Linked DNA regions of Pan paniscus: region 1 is linked to region 2. The links are chromatin contacts, called in public Hi-C maps. All regions are on one chromosome and are shown on one strand. The core of a region is the stretch at or near the end of the contact, and the rest is flanking DNA. Distances in the headings are between cores, read along the strand shown. Region 1 holds the start of TPM1 (tropomyosin 1). Region 2 has its middle 34 kb from the start of MIR190.

What was found. Hi-C and Micro-C count contacts between places; a contact is called where the count stands out from the background.
Region 1: a contact with region 2 is called in a Hi-C map of induced pluripotent stem cells, with 2.4 times the contacts expected there. The contact joins the promoter of TPM1 here to the enhancer-like site in region 2. A contact is called at or near these places in 2 of 3 Hi-C or Micro-C datasets (fibroblasts and induced pluripotent stem cells).

The regions. Positions count from the first base shown.
Region 1 is chr16:52,288,141-52,291,900 of NHGRI_mPanPan1-v2.0_pri, reverse strand. It overlaps TPM1 (tropomyosin 1), which reads right to left and starts at 1,358. Exons shown (of 9, transcript XM_003827930.4): 1 at 1,017-1,358. The coding sequence starts at 1,130.
Region 2 is chr16:52,104,073-52,107,754 of NHGRI_mPanPan1-v2.0_pri, reverse strand. No RefSeq gene overlaps it. Among named protein-coding and RNA genes, the nearest start is that of MIR190, 34 kb to the right of the region's middle. Within about 2 kb of position 2,329, at least 1 of the 2 cell types and tissues checked has open chromatin away from gene starts, as enhancers often do.

The sequences.
Region 1 (3,760 bases), core at 109-2,608, 190 kb before region 2:
TGTGGGTGCACAGAACCAGAAGGACAGGGACAGCGGGAGAGACAGAGGGAAAGACAGGGAGGGAGAGAGAGAAAGAGAAAGAGTTAGCCATTCGTGCGCCACGCCGTGCCGCGCGCCCCGGGTACCTTGGCGGCGGCCTCTTCGGCGGCCAGGAGGCTGTCCTCCGCCTTGTGCAGCTCCTCCAGCACCCGGTCCCGCTCGTCCTCCGACACCCGCAGCAACTTCTCCTTGGCCGCGATGTCCTCCTCGAGCTGGGGGCAGCGGCGGGCGGGCGCGGGCGGCCGGCACGGACCGGGTGTTAGACACACACAACACACGGGCGTCGGGTTGGCTGGGGCCCCTCGGGCTCGGGGCGCCGCCGAGTTGGAGTGCAAAGGACCCGAGGTAACTTCCTCTTTACCCGAGCTGGAACCGCTCCGCGGCTCACCCCGCACACCCACCTGCCCTGGGACGAGACTCCTGCCGAGGTCTCAGCGGGCTCAAGTCCACTACTTGGGGACACAGAAGAACGCCACTGCTGGCCTGGCTTTCGGGCTGTAGCCTCCATTCCGCCCCATCTTTGTTCTTAGGTAACAACTCCAGGACTCCCCTCTCCTCCCCAAGTTTAAGGTTCCTTTCTCCCCAGTCAAAAGTCAACGAACTTCTAACACTTGAGTTACTCGACCCCCTTTCTCCATCCCTCGCCCTTCCTTCAAACGTCCCCGGGAACCGGGTGTCCTCCTCCCTCCCCCAAACTGATTCCCAGTCCTGAGAATAAAGCGCCTCTAGGACTTGATTTCGCGGGCCATGGGAACCAGAGAAGGGAAATAAGCGTCCTCAGACCAGACTACAAAGTTAGACTAAGCCTGGCTCTTGCGTTTCCCTTCCTTCTTTCCAGACGCGCGCCCTGGCCGCCCTGGGTGGTGGTGGGGGTAGGGTGGTGGCTCCCCGAGTCCTCGGGGTGGGGATCCAGCCGGGGGTGCCAGGCCCGAGTCCCGGCGCTCTGGGCGCGGGCGCAGGGCCGGGGAGGCGCAGACCTGCTTGCTCCTGTCTTCCGCCGCCTTCTTGTCGGCCTCCGCCTGCTCAGCTCGATCCAAGGCGTTCTCCTTGTCGAGCTTCAGCATCTGCATCTTCTTCTTGATGGCGTCCATGGTGGCGGCGGCGAGGGGCCCTGGGGCTGCAGCAGGAGCGGCGGGGCGAGCGCGCGGTCGGGCGGAGGAGCGGGAGTGCGAGCGCGGAGCCGCCTGCTGCTCCCAGATATGTACTTTCCCAAGGGGGCGACCGCATTCCTCAAGACAGCCAATACTTTTTTGGAAAAGCTTTTTTCTCCTGCCCCCCTTCCTCCTCTCCTCCCTCCGCCCCGTGCCCCCTCCCCGCTCCTCCCGCGGGGGCCGCTCGCCCATTCGCTGCCGGCCGCCGGCCTCCCAGTTGACGGTGGATATGACTATATATGGGGACCCGAGCCGCCGAGGCGGCGGCCGGAGAGGCCGCCCTGTTTCTAAACCTGCGCGCCAGGGAGAGGGCGTTGGGGCCGAGCCGGGGCCGAGGCGCAACCCTCCGCCCTCCGCGTCCCCTTCTCCCAGGGCCGGCACCCAGCCATTAGGGTCCCCAACCGAGCCCGCCCTGAGCTGCCGGAGGCCGGGAGAGCGCGGACCAGGTGGCGGATGCGCGTCGCCCCCCTGTGCCGTCCTCCGGCGCGCTTAGCCAAAGGCCCGGGGGCTTCCCAGCCGTGCCGCACCCCGCGTCAGGGTCAGTGCGCTCTCGGCACCCGCCAGCGCCTCCCCGGCAGCTCTCAGCCAGCCAGGTGTCATCCTGCGCGCTTACGCTCTGGAAACTCAACTGCAGCAGAGAAAGGGAGAACGTGGGAGAAAGCCTGGGGCGGCTCTTGAGACTTTCTCTGCGGGCGCGGGTCAGAGAGGCAGGGGGCGGCACAGCGACAGCACACGGAGTCTTGTTTTCTGCCTGCCCTTTCCCCCAGCGGAGGGACAGTCAAATACTTTAGGGACACAGGACTCAGTGGCCTACTTCTGTGCTTGCTGTGCAGTGCCTCCAAAAAGGTGTGCATGTGTGCGTGTGTGTGCGGGTGGCAGTCTAAGGGGAAAGAACATTGAGTTTAGACTTAGGCAATTTGGTCTGTGGTCTCTACTCTGCCACCAGCAACTGTGAGACCTTGTTTGCTGCCCGCGGCTTCCTCAACTTTAAATCCAGCGGGTAGATAATCCCCGAGGTCCCTCCGGATATAACTTGTTATCATTTTTCTTGCACTGATTTTAGGGAGTCGGCCTTCCATGTGAGATGCTTAGGTGCCAGGTTTCGGAAAACATGGGATCGGCGTTAACCTGGCTAAGTCATTGCATCCGCAGCCGCAACTCTGAGGAGGCTCTGCCGGGTGAGCTGTGCTTGGAAGGAGGAGGATTTCCCCCAACACTTCTTATTTTTAACTACTCCTCCCATCCCCCAAGGGGGAAAGGCTGCTTTTTTTCAGAGCTTCAGTGGGAGGGAAGGAGAGGGGGCTGCCCCCAAGCCCTGAGATCAGCTGAGGCAGGGTTGGTGAGGGTCTTGTTAATAGTCCCCACAGAATAATTCACAGTCTGTACTGCATGGTTACCGAATATTCCCCGGACGGTATCTGAGCAGATTAGGCAGGCCAAACAACTTGTAAGTCCTTCAGAGAATGATCAAATTCCTCTCCAAGATTTTATCGGGTTTCTTCCACTAACCTAACTGCCCAGGAGGGAAAAGATACACTGACCTAATGGTCAGAACATTAGATCTGACCATTAGCATAGGGGCTGCGTGGCACAGAAATTGACCAGAGCCCTTTAATCACGGTGTGTCAACCCAGCCACCGGAACAGTGACAAAGTTCCAGGCATGTGGACGATATCCAGATGCGTGGACTCCAGGGAGCTGACTCCCCAGGTTGGAGCTCAGCAGAGGAGGCAAGAATAGGGAGTTAGGAGTCAGTTCCAGGGATCCAGACCTGGCCTGGTCACTTCCTTGCAGTGTGACCTTAGCCATGTTACAATCTCTCTAAGCCTTTTTTCTCACTTATAAAAAGAGGCAACTGAACTAGAGAAACTCCTTGCGGGACCACATGTTACTGACTTTTCTTTTCTTACTGTGCCATATGTAGCCGAGGGACTCATTAAAGTTTCCTTAAATGAAATCATGCTACAAGCAATTTATTAAACACACGGTTGTTGAGTACCTGCTATATACTAGGCAGGTACTAGGCTCTGGAATCCAAAGAATGAGTAGCACAGGTCTATGTCCTCCAGGTGTTTGGCATGAGAAAGGTGTTAAGAATTCACACGAGGAAGAAATAGAAATGACTAGGTCAGAGCAGATGGGAAAAAATTCTCTGAAAAGGTGATGGCTTTTAAACTGATTTTAAAGGAAGGGTAGCAGTTAGCTAGAGAGGAGGGCCGTTGTATGCGCCAAGGAAAGAAAAAGGAATGTTTGGTGGTGGTTGGACAGTAGGATTTTGGGGGTGAATGGGGGCATGAGACTGGAAAGGAAGCTTGGGGCTGTATGATTAAGGGCCTTGAATTCCAGATTCAGACATTCAGACCTTATTGTATAGTTTAAAGCCATCGATGTCTCTTCTTTTCACCTCTTCCTCTCCCAGACTCCCTCACCTAGGGCCTATATTCAGAGGTCGAAACCTATGGTGTCAAAGTATGGAAATGGAGCTATACAACGCTAACTTTTAAAATCCCTTCGTACCACATCATTGATCTCTAGACTGATGGGTTAACATAGCAGGTCCTGAATTCAAT
Region 2 (3,682 bases), core at 1,080-3,579:
TCACTGAGCAGCGGCTCGTAGTTGCCCTTGAAGAGGTCCTTCACATCCCTTGTAAGTTGTATTCCTAGGTATTTTATTCTCTTTTTTGTAATTGTGAATGGGAGTTCACTCATGATTTGGCTCTTTGTCTGTTATTGGTGTATAGGAATGCTTGTGATTTTTGTACATTGATTTTGTATCCTGAGACTTTGCTGAAGTTGCTTATCAGCTTAAGGAGATTTTGGGCTGAGATGATGGGGTTTTCTAAATATACAATCATGTCACCTGCAAACAGAGACAATTTGATTTCTTCTTTTCCTAATTGAATACCCTTTATTTCTTTCTCTTGCCTGATTTTCTTGGCCAGAACTTCCAATACTATGTTGAATAGGAGTGGTGAGAGAGGGCATCCTTGTGCCGGTTTTCAAAGGGAATGCTTCCAGTTTTTTCCATTCAGTATGACACTGGCTGTGGGTTTGTCATAAATAGCTCTTATTATTTTGAGATACATCCCATCAATACCTAGTTTATTGAGACTTTTTAGCATGAAGGGTTGTGGAATTTTGTTGAAGGCCTTTTCTGCATCTATTGAGATAATCATGTGGTTTTTGTCATTGGTTCTGTTTATGTGATGGATTACATTTATTGATTTGCGTATGTTGAACCAGGCTTGCGTCCCAGGGATGAAGCCAACTTGATCGTGGTGGATAAGCTTTTCGATGTGCTGCTGGATTCGGTTTGCCAGTATTTTATTGAGGATTTTCGCATCGATGTTCATCAGGGATATTGGCAAAAGGCCAAATTGTTAAACATGTATATTTGGCTAAAGTTGAGGCTGAAGCCAAAAGTCACAACTGAATTTTGAGATTCCAGAAGAAATCTGAAATTGTATTAAATATTATTGTTATGATGATTTTATTACCAAAAAGTTAGTAGTTACATGTTAAAGGGTGAGAACTGTTATTTCTCAGTGCAGTGTCATTTCCCTGCTGGTGCTCCTGTGACCATTATACTTTGACACAGAATAGTCACTCATGTCAACTAATATTTAATAATATCTGTTACGCTGAGCAGAATATAATTCAGAAAAAAAGTTTTTCAATAATATGTTTTCTAGAAAGAACTTTGTACCTACAATTCATTCTTGGGCAAATCTCTGCTCAGTATGGCAAGCTGGCTACATTGGGCATACAAAAAGCCTCTGAACCATACCAGGCAGGACAGTCTGGGTTTAATTCATTCCAGTCTGCATGGCTGCTCTGTGCAGCTAGTTTCTGCAAGGGCCCCTGAGCTGTGAGGAGCTTGAGTTGTCCTGTCAGCCCCACTCAGAGGTATTTGGCCTGCAGAGAAATTTTCTGATTTTCTCTAAACTTTGAGGAAAGACAGTTCAAAGATCTAGATCTATGCCTTCAGCCTCACCCATGGCACTTACTCTCTGTAAGGCTCATGCCTTGCTCTTTGTTTTCTTCGCACCTGACTCATCTTCCTGCAGACTGTGTGCTTCCTGAGGGCAAACTCCCTGTTTGTTCATCATTGGATTTTCTGCACCTGGCCCATGCCTGGCCCACAGGGTCCTGGAGCACTGACTATGAGCCAGGAACTGTGTTGATGTTTCATGAGCTCATCTGATTTAATATCTAGAAAGTTTCCATGTACCTCCACCTCTAAGACCACTGTCATATGTATCTACTGGAAGAATTGACTTGTGAACGTTGACTTGTGCCTAAGACAGTCCTTGGAACACAGAAAATTGCCAATAAGATAAAATATGAGTTTTGGGAACCATTTGAAATTGGCATGAAGTCTTTATTCACCTAAACCTCTGATAAGCACTGCTCTAGGAGCAGAGAAAAAGGGGGATTGAGACATCAAACAATTACACAAAATGACTGGGAAATGCCTGCAATATGGTCACTGCAAAGGCTGAATATTAAATTGTCTATTTGCTGTGATTATATAAAAAGTATAGGATCTGGAAATAAAACCTGGAAGTGAAATATTGACCAAAAGAATTCTAATGAGGGTTTCTTTTTCAAGGTTTAAAAGCTAAGCATCAATCTAACTTAGCTGTTATTTACTAATTTATATCCCTACTTTACTCCATAAGAATCTAAGGAGGCTTAGAAGCTGGTTTGTGCATCAGCTGAGGCCAATCTGAGAGGCTACGGGCCTTTGTTCTTCCATCGCCTCAAGGGCCAGACCTGGAAAAAGAGAGCAGGGTTTCTCCAGTGCTGGCCTGCCTCGGAACTACCTGGGTGCTTAGGAACAAGAGTGGTGACTGGGCCCACTCTGGCACCTGCTGAGTCACAGTCTCTGTGGTTGAGGTGCCAGATTCATATTTTTCTGAAACTCCTTGGGGCATTCATTCAGCAGGTTACATTTTGCCAGGGTTAACACCCATTTTGCACCTCTGCCAGGGTGAGGATGTGGTTAGGGGAGGAGGGCATGCGTCCTCATCACAGCCCCGTGCCTGCCGTGGGAAGACTGTGATTAGGGACACCTCCTATCCTTAAGGCTGGCCAGGAGCTGGCCCTGCTTCCAGCCCTGTGGGCAGTGGCAGTGAGAGTGGGAACAGGACATGAACTGTCATCTGTGGCAGTGACCCTCCACGTGTGGCCCGTGAGCCAGCAGCACGGGCATCACCAGGGAATGTGATGGAAAAGCAAACTCTTTGGGCTGTGCCCCAAACTCACTGAATCAGAGATGAGGGGATTCAGCACCTGTATGTTACACCCTGTGGGTGATTCTGACTGGCATTTCAATGTTGGCAAATCACTGATCTGTAGACCCTTCTCCTAATTATCTTCTTCTAATCTCCCTGGAGCCATTTGAGGTGAGAGGTGGCAGTGCCCTATTTTGGAGAGCTTAGTTATCTGCTGTGTCCCAAAGCCTGCCAGGAGCAGAGGCGGGAGCCAAGTCCAGGCCAGGTAGCTTCTGGCTCCTTCCATTCCTCAGGTATCCAAGAGCAGCTGGTGGTGGCAGGAGTGGCTTCTCTCCTCCTCTGTGCCTTGAGAGAGGGTCTGGGAGGGTGTGAGGGAATGCGGGGAGCAGCCTCATAGCCAGCAAGGCCTCTGGGGAAGTAGGGAGCCCCCATGTGCATTCCTGTGCTGTCTCACACCCACCCCGCCCCTGCATAGCCCTGGCCTCCCCATGGCCCTTACCACATCAGGGAGCCCAGGAATGGTGTGTCCAGGTAAGAGCCTGGAAATGAAATTTTCATTTAAAAAAAGTCCTTCCGGGTTTACAAGGTGTGTGTGAAGGGATAGTGCTCATACCTGAAAGGGCGTCCGTGGATTAGGAAAGTCAAAATGATGAGGGGTCCCTCACCTGCCAACACCACTGTGGGTAGGGTGGACCCTGCCCCTCCTGGCCACCTTGCTGTGCAGGCGGTGGCAGCAGGTTCCCACCACAGACGAGGAAGCTGAGCCTCAGTGAGCAGAGGGCAGTGCCAGGGCTCAGTAGGGGATGTGGACACCTAGACCACTCTCTGCTGCAGCCCACCCCGGGCTCAGGTCCTGCACTGCCTGGCAGAGGCCGGTCCAGGCTTCTAGTTGACTGGGGAGAGGCTAGCCTCACTGTGGTCTCTGCCTGTCCAACCCAGCTTCTTCTCCCTCTGTGGAAAAGGGTGGCTGGGTTAATATCAAATGCTTTCATGTCAACCTACAATTTGGATTTCCTGAAGGTGTTTGGTCTGGGGAATAGA